2 separate regions of the Rattus norvegicus genome follow, and region 1 is linked to region 2. A link is a contact called in public Hi-C data. All regions are on one chromosome and are shown on one strand. The core of a region is the stretch at or near the end of the contact, and the rest is flanking DNA. Distances in the headings are between cores, read along the strand shown.

Region 1 (4,333 bases), core at 240-2,739, 64 kb after region 2:
TTTTTTTTTTTTTAATAAAGGGGAGTAGGCGTTCAGAACTCAGTGCCTGGGCTTTTGGCCACAGCAGTAAAATATGAATATTTTCTCAGGACTGGTGAATGATAGAAGCTGTTGGTGGCAGATCCTCAGCCGAAGTCTTGGCAGGAAATTGGGGGAAGAAACAGCAGTTACTCTGCAGTGGCTGCCCCTTGAGACTTTCTATTTAAGGTCTCGTGGACTTGCGCCTCCCTCCGTCTTGTGCCTCCCTCCCTCCCTCTCTGGAAACTCCCCTAACCCTCAGACTCTTGGAAACTCGGCTGCCTCTGATTTAAGTCATTTCTACCCTAACAAGAAACAAACTATCTTAAGCCATTAATTCATTTGAAACTTCATTAAAAGCCACTGACTTTCTGTTGGAGCTATGAAGTGGGAATGGCTAGGTCTGTCTTCATCCTGGTGACTTTAGGGGCCTGTTGAACGACAAATGTGCTATATTTGGGTGTCTGAGTCTTAGTTCAGTTGCAGGGGTGGAAGACCTTTCATAAATTAAAATGGAGTAATCTTAATATGGGGGGCGGATGCGGGCTGTAGGGCACGGAGAGACAGGATACATGGCAAGATCTTCGGGTGTCAAAGAAAGCTTTCTGTGTGGGCAAAGAAGGTTGAACAGGTGGAAACTTGAGAGAGAGTTGAGAGGCTCAGGGCCAGCTGCGGGTAGACTGCTTCTTTAGTAGGAGAGGAACCGAGAGATGCTCTGACTCACCCCAAGCTGTGGTGGGATTGATGTTTCAGAGTTGGTGGCCATGAACAAAAGAGGGAGCTGCTTCATGCCTAGGCAAGAAGACTCCAGCACACCCCACCCCGATTATCACCATGTGCTGAGGGAATCAAGAGCCATGGAGGGTTCTTCTAAATGCAAAACGCACAGGTTCTCCTCTCCCTTGTTCCTCGGGGGTGGGGAGGAAGCAGTGCCTTCCTTACAGGGTCTGTATCTCAGGCAAGGAGTCGGTAAGCATGTATGAGGCACTGGAGCGCTGGAGCAGACCTTTTCTGAGCAGTGTAATTGTATCTATCATTAAACCTTTGGGTAAAGTTGTCCAAGTGGGCTGCCTTAGCTGAACACTTGTCTGAGTGTGGGGCAAACTCCTTAAAACACAGGTTGGTTGCAAATAATCTGCAGAGAAACCGAGTTAGAATTCATTTTATAAAATAGGAACTGCCTGAGTTGTCGGCGGGCGTCTCTCTGGCCCCCTGGATGGGAGAAAGAGCTGTTTTCTGCAGCTGTGAAAAGGAAGGAGACCTGCCTGCCTGGGGAACCCCACCGTCACCCCAAGGCCAGCTTCACATCATGGAAGCGAATCAGAGGGCTGAATTTGGAGAAAGCCCATAAAGTCTAGATCACACAGGAAATAATTACATTCTGAGTGAACGGAGCAAGAAAGTATAATCCTTGAGTAAATAACCAGAGTGAGTGCATTTGCGCTCGCTGCTGACGGTCATGTGGATCAAGTTACTGGTGGTTTAGTTCATCAGTGTATGATAAGTGCTTTAACTCATGCCAGTAAGATAATCTTCAGAGAGGTCTGAGAGGCTTCTGGTCCTAACAGTAATTCATAAGGAATTAAAAAATATCAGGGATAGTCTGGGAGAATGTTAAGCCAATGCTGGGCAATCATTAACCCTTTCTGTCAACTCAGCTTCTCAAATGTATTGATCATTTCTAACTAGGATAAAGCTTGCAACAACAAACTTATTTTAAGGAACAAGTAGTAAATGTTTTAGGCTTTGTGATCCTGTCCTCTTACAAGAAAGCAGCCAGTAAACGTCTGTGACTTTGTTCCAGTACAATGTCTGTCAGAATAGTTAACATGCCAGTGGTTTGTGATACCCTCATGCCTGATTCTGAACGAGTACATCAATGCAGAAAGATTATAAATTCTTTGGGAAAATTAGGATCTCTTTGAAGGTTCGCAGCAGACTTTTGTGAAAGTGTATTAGTCACTGGCCAATAGACAGTGTCCTGTAATATTTATAAATATTGGATGAAGAAGCCTGGATGCTTTTGTTAGAAGCCAGATGCCTGATGGAAAGGCAGACTTGGTGCTGGGATCAGGGTGAGCTGTTCATTTGAAATGTAAAACACTTAGGGAAAAGGAATAACTATAGCAAGCACATTCTCTCACACATGCAACTGTAGAACTTCACCAGGTTAACCTCTCACATCCCCATGAACCCCCTACCTCTGTCTGTCCCTGTCTTTCTGTTCATTCTCTGATTTTGCCTCTGTCCTCACCACTTCTGTTAAGAGGACTGAATTTGTAGGTCAAAAATCTAATTAGAGAACTTGCCTAACATTTGTGAAGGCCTTGGTTCAATCCCAGGTACCACAAACTAAATAGATAGATAGATGATAGATAGATAGACAGACAGACAGACAGACAGACAGACAGACAGACAGGTATATGAGTGCCTGTGAACATTAGGAAGGTGATAAAACTGTAAGAATATATGGAGTTGAAGTTTCTCGGAAATGTCAACAAATAAAACATCTAATTTTGATCCTTAACTTTCCCCTCTAAAACTACATTACCAATATTTTGGGGGAAATGGTGTGATCCCCAAAGATAGTGAAGGGAGGTATCAAAGGATGCAACTTTGAGTGGGTGGAGGAACAAGTGGTAATAGACCTGTCACTTCTGGAAAAACTTCAATGACATTAAGTACATATGGGGACAAGTTTGGCATACACTTTAATGCTAACTGGCTCACAACCTTATGACACCTCTGGAAGTGCACTGGAAAGCTGACTTAAAGCACACTGGCTGAATGACGGACAAACCAGTCACGTGACTTCCTGGCCCTGAAGCACAACCTCTATGCATACTACTGGTGGAGGAGTATTGCTCTCCCACACTATGGCCAAAACCTCGAGGTGCCAGCTCCAGAGATGGGGACACAGATTTTCACCACACACAGCTCGAGGTGGGCACTGGACCCAGGGCAGGAGGAGCCAGTGCCTGAACACTGACCACTGAGGCTCTTTGCCTCCATACTAACCTCCAGAGAAGTGAGAAGTGCTTGTTACAGTCAACGGTATCATCCAGTGATACTGTTGGAGAGGCTGGCCTGCTAATCACGGTAAGCTGAGGTGCAGAACAGTCTGACAGTCTCCGCTGTTGGGTCTGCGTGGGCACAGATGGCCAGAAAGGTCGGGAGAAACTGGGGTCCTTAGAAACTGGGGGTGAGGGGGTGTGGGGAAGGCAGAAATGAGAAAAGTAACTTAAAGAGGCAGAGTCTGTAGGGCAAAGAACTTTAAGAAACTGTACAAGACCAGCCAGACATGGGGGTGCATGCCTTGTTCATCCCAGCATTTGGGAGGCTAAGGCTGAATTAAGCCTGGGCCACACAGTCCTCTTACGACAGCTTGGCTTCGGATCTTCTGAATTTAGAATGTTGAGGGAGCAGTGTACATTCAGAAGTGCACTTGGATTCGGAATGCTGAGCTTCCCCAGGCTGGTGAGAGGCAGTACGGAGCTTTTTCATGATGCTGGCAGAGCATGTGGAGGGAGGAGGCGGGAGGGTGGGGCTGACCACCGATGCTCCTGTGAGCTATGCTGTAAGCCGGGATTCCAGTTGCTGGGTGTGTTTGTAATATCTTCAGCCTACCACGGGTTTACTGGGATGGGGAACTTTATCAAAACAGACATCTTAGTCCATGTGTAATGGACACGGGTGACTATGACAAAATGCCAGGGGCCACATTTACCTTCCTGCTCTAATCAATTCTTAAAAACGGGACAAAATTGTGAAAACTGGTTTTGGATATTGGGGAATGGGCAGCACAGGATTGTGACCCCTGAGAGGGACTCGGGCCATACAGGAGCAGATCCTATTCACCTTACTGGGTGAGGACCAAGGCTAGAGTTAAGGCCATGTGGGCTGTTCAAAGATAAAGGGCAGAGTCCTAGAAAGGCAGCAACACATCTTCATGTATCTTTGTCACATCCGAGGATGACCTTATCTAGTGTGCCAGCCCACAGGCTGTGGAAAAAGAGGAGTGGGCTGGGAACTGGGGAGTTAGTTCCCAGACTTCGCCCAGGGCATGGGAATGGGACGTGGTGATTGATGTGTACAACCCTGTCATTCTAGAGACTGAAGCAGGATAACAGTAAACCCTCGCTGACTACCAGCCCTCAGATGGAGCCCTGGAAGGACCACACCTTCATACTGGAGCTAAACTATCCTTACAGTAAGGGTTCCTCTACGTTCTTCCTAGCAGAGCTTTTAAAAAAAAGTGTCAAAAGCGGAGGCTTAAGCAAACACGATTCCTCATGAGGTCAAAGCCTGGCACATC
Region 2 (4,455 bases), core at 964-3,463:
CCGAAACTTATTTATTGCTGGCACTAGAAGTCCTCAGAAACAAACTATGGATGTGACAGGGCCAGACCCTGCAATCCTGCTCCAAACCAACTAGCAATTTAGTCCCTTCAAAAGCTCTGGGCCTTGATTCCCAATCTACAGAATGATCATCTCCACCTTCTGCTCTTCCAGCCCGGAAAGAAATGACTCATCAGCCTCTCACTCTCCTTTTGTGAAAGTTATCACCATTACTTCACAGCCAGTAAACTGTTTTGCTTCAGGCCCACAGCAGTAGAGAGCGCCAGCCCACTCCCAACCAGGAGGAAGGGAAAGCCCACCGCTGCTGGCTCCTAAGAGAGGAATCTCAAGGTGAATCATGAAGAAGCCATTATAATGTCAAAAGGTGTTAGGTTTCAATATTTTAAGCTGCTGTTTTGTATGCCAGTACATTCTCCCTAAGGACAAATGGTAAAATTCAAGGACAATAAGGAGAAAAATACATAATTACCCATTACTTTTTCAAGAACTCTGGAGACCAATTAAAAACATTAGCACCTTTTTGCAGAAATGTTTGAATTAGCCAGCAAAGTATCCTTCAGATTTTTCCCCTAAATTTTAAGTACTCCCTAATCAAGTGAGTCTTCATTTTGTAAGCGGTAGAGAACTCAAGAAATGTATGAAATTAGTAATACAGATGTGACTTTAAAAAGAGACTAAGGACCAGCAGTGCACTTCTTAGCTTACTCTACTACCCGGGAATAAAAAAGGTAATATCCCTACAGGACAGCCACAAGGGTGAACTCCGGACAACAGCCATTGCCCATGTGTGTGTCTTTCTTCAGTTGCTAAGCCAGTCTCACAAGAGGACTGTGAATACGAGACTATTAAGATTAAAGTATGTATTTGACTAAATTCCCAACTGTTAGAACACTCAAGCTCATTTTAGCACTGTCCTCCAATACCAGCATCTTTTTCATTTCAATACTTAAAGAGAAACCATTTTTAAACTTCTTTAGAACATGTAGTTCAATCTTACATGGCCTTGTAAAGAAACAGTTAAAAGCAAGCATGACTTACAAGTCTTCCAGGATAAATGTCAGTAAATCGGAATAGTACAGTCCAGCCTAGTGTTAACTTTGAAAGGAGCAAGCCTCCGGTGTAGATGGAGAAGCTGCTGTAAGAAGTCAAGATGTAGTTGGAAGAATGTCCAGGAAAACTGATAACTGCCCAAACCCATCAAATCCATACATACAGTTTAAAATAAAGGATCACTGACCGAAGTCCAGCAGCGAGCCACCGTTTGCTTGGAACGCCAAAATAAAAATGTTAAAAGCTCGTGACTGACCCCCATAGCCTTCAAAGTTGAGAACCACACCAAGTGTATTTCTGCTGTTCCTTAGCATCCTTCTGTCAATGCAACTCCCTCGCTGCCACAAAGTCACTCGGCTTCAGCTACTCGAATGCCCAAACCCCAGCACCAAAGAGCCATTTATTAAAAGCTCAAGGACTTGGAGCGGGGTCTTCCTTGCGGCCGCCTCCGCATCCTGTACTAAACTAACCATCTCAGGTTAAACCCCCGGAGATGCTCCAGTCTTTTCCCGCATCCACGCTCCCCAGCTCCTTCCTTCATCTCCCGGTAGACCTTTTAGGTAGACCTTTTACCGTCGACCTTGAGGACCCTCAGGTCGGAGCGCTGGGGCTCCAGGTGAATTGACTGGTCCCCTCTACCCTTGCAGTGGGCACCGACGACCTCCCCCATCCAGTCTCGACCCACCACGACCCCGATGACGAATGCCCTCCTATCAGCCCCAGACGACCCCTTCTTCCCCTTAGGTGCCCTGACTCCAACCGAAAAGCAATTCCTCCGAGACGTACCGAGAGCCTACTGCGCGTAAGCTCCCACTACGCGCGGCACCGGGCGCAGGGGCTCAACGCCCCGGCTGGTCTTCCTCTTCCCGGCGGATCCATCCCGGCCCAAGGGCCGTGCCGCCTGCGCCGAGGTGCGGAGGCGCCCGCCCGAGGAAGACTGCGCCGGGCACAGGGACCGGGGCGTGGAGAGGCGGCGGCTTGCGGACCAGCGCCGGGCGACCGCGGGGACACTCAGCGGCCGGGACACGCGCGGCGGCCTCATCCAGGGCACCTGCGGCCAGGCAGGATGGGCCGGGGCGGCGCAGTCAGCGACAGGGCGAGGGCGACCGCCCGCGCGTCCCGTCCTCCGCTCCTGCCCGGCCGGCGCAGCCTCGCTTCCTCTGGACGGAGCCCGGGGACCCCAGCTCGGCCGGATGCCCCCGCCAGCCCCCACCCCTTCCCGGCCGCCTCCCCCTCGTCACCCTCTCCCCTCCCCCCGCCCCCCAACCCCCCACCGGAATGGAAAATACCTCCCGGGGTGGGGGGGCGGGCGGGGCCACACCTCTCTGAAGGGCAGCCTACCGTGACCAATGGCAGGCGGGGCTGTAGATGGGCGGGACTCCCGGAGGCCAATCCAGAGGCGGGTAGGTGAAGGCCGGAGGAGGGAGGCTGGGAGCTCCAGAGGGGAGGCCGGCGAGTTAAGGAGGTCCAGCCGCGCTGGTGCGTGCTGTGCGCGGCTGCCATTTTGGAGTCGGGCAGCTGCGACAGCGGCCGGGTTCGGCCGAAGAGGGAGGAGCCAGTCAGGTGGGAGAGAGGCTGACACGTGGCCGGGGTGGGCGGGGCAGAGCCGGCTAGGGCTGGAGGGGAGGGGGCGAGGACTGGGAGTCTAGGAGGCTGGAGTGGGTCACGGGGCCGTGGAGCCCGCTAGGAGTGGGCGCTAAGGTGGAAGGTCAACCAGAGGTGCGGGTAGGGAGTAGTAGCTTTGTTCGTTTGGGCTCTGTTAGGGAGACCGAGGCGAAAATGCTGAATGGAGGTTGCGAGTGCCGGGTAGGAAAATGTGAATGAGTTTCTCTAGCTCCCTTTTGCATGGAGCCATCCAAGTCACTGAATTCCAATATTCACGGCAAACCGGGCATCTCATTGAATTCAACTCTTCCCATCCAGGCTCTCAGCTGCCACGAAGATGACTCATACACGAGGGGAGGGGTGTTGTCGCTCCCTCTCTTCGCTTGCATTTTATGTGGATGGCCCCGCCATTTCGATGGCTGCAAGGACAGAGAAGTATATCGGGGGATTGTGATACCGGCGAGACACCTCAGCTGGCCCTTTAGAACCGTGGTTACCACTCATAAGCTACTGACATATTGCTTTCCAGTGCTTAGACAAAAAGACTTGCTCTTCCCGTTTACTTCATGGTTCGAATACAGTCTGCTCCCCCAGGGAATCTACGGAAAGTGGTCCTTTTATCAGCGATATCCATATAGGGTCACTTTTTAGTCATGATTGTTTGAAACAGCCTGACTGTATAGCCTAGGATGCTCTGGAGCTCAATGTGGAGCCCAAGCTGGCCACAAGATAGTGGTGCTCCTACTTCAGCCTGCTGAATAGTAAGATTTTTTTTTTTTTTTACCACTTTTAGTCTTTAATGCCTTGCAGTGGGAACTGCAGACTACATTTTTCTTGAAGGCTTTTCTTAGACTCTTCTCGGCCCCCACCTTAACATTGTACACCCTCGGATTGCTTTTTCAGTTGTTTTTAAGTGTTTGTTCTTTATTGGCTCCTTGAGAGGCTCGGGGTCTGGCCCTCAGCCCTTTTCTCTGGTTCTGTATATGGGCTGATCTAGCCATTCAGATAGAATCACAGATGAACGTCCGGTCATTGAAGGCCAGATCTGAATTTCTAAGCAGCTTCTAGCCGCTTCACTTGTCTACTGGAGTAAGTTCCCCATTGGAACACACACCTGAACTTCACCAAGCCTGCTCCTCCTCTGTTCCTCGTACCACTTCACATTAACTCTCTCCCAGGAGCTCCTGGGACCAGAGAGCAAGCCTCTGTCCACTTTCTTACTGCTCCAGCATCTCTCTCTCTCTCTTTGCTATAGTTTGGATCTGGGATGTTCTTCACAGGCCTATGAATTACTCTTGGTCCTTGGCATGAAGGTGGTGGGACCTTTAAAAGACAGAGAGGCTAGTGGACAGAGAAACTTTAGGTCAGAGTATGTGAGTGTGTGTATGTGAGTGTGTGTGTGTGTTGGGGGGATTAGAGTGGGTTGTGAGATCCTCATCACTGCTTCACCTCCTATCCAGGATGTGAGCAGTTTTGTTCTGCAGTGCACCCCTGCCCTCCTCTCATTAGCTACAGCTGTTCACCTGACTCACCTCAGCATTATCTGAGGGAAAGCGCACATGGAGGCCCACCTCAATCGGCTTGGTTCTGGGATGTGTCTGTCAGCATTTTCTTGATTGCTCATTGTTGTAGGAGGCCCAGGCACTATTGGCCATGCACTCCCTGGCAGTGGCCTTGGCTGTCTGTATAAGAAAGGCCAAGTGTGGGCCTAGGAGCAAGCCAGTCATTTGTGGTGTTTGCGTTGGTTCCTTCTTGAGTTTCTAACCCGACTTCCCCCTGATG

What was found. A called contact is a pair of places that touch in the nucleus more often than the background predicts.
Region 1: a Hi-C map of the A7r5 cell line shows a contact between it and region 2, with 2.5 times the contacts expected there. The contact joins the enhancer-like site here to the promoter of Socs5 in region 2. A contact is called at or near these places in 4 of 12 Hi-C or Micro-C datasets (the A7r5 cell line, the Rat2 cell line, Schwann cells and 1 more).

Annotation. Positions count from the first base shown.
Region 1 is chr6:13,328,377-13,332,709 of GRCr8, forward strand. No RefSeq gene overlaps it. Among named protein-coding and RNA genes, the nearest start is that of Cript, 12 kb to the right of the region's middle. Within about 2 kb of position 1,490, at least 6 of the 93 cell types and tissues checked have an H3K27ac peak or open chromatin away from gene starts, as enhancers often do. A contact at or near this core is called in the A7r5 cell line, where this site is marked.
Region 2 is chr6:13,263,618-13,268,072 of GRCr8, forward strand. It overlaps Socs5 (suppressor of cytokine signaling 5), which reads right to left and starts at 2,214. Exons shown (of 2, transcript NM_001109274.1): 1 at 1,855-2,214.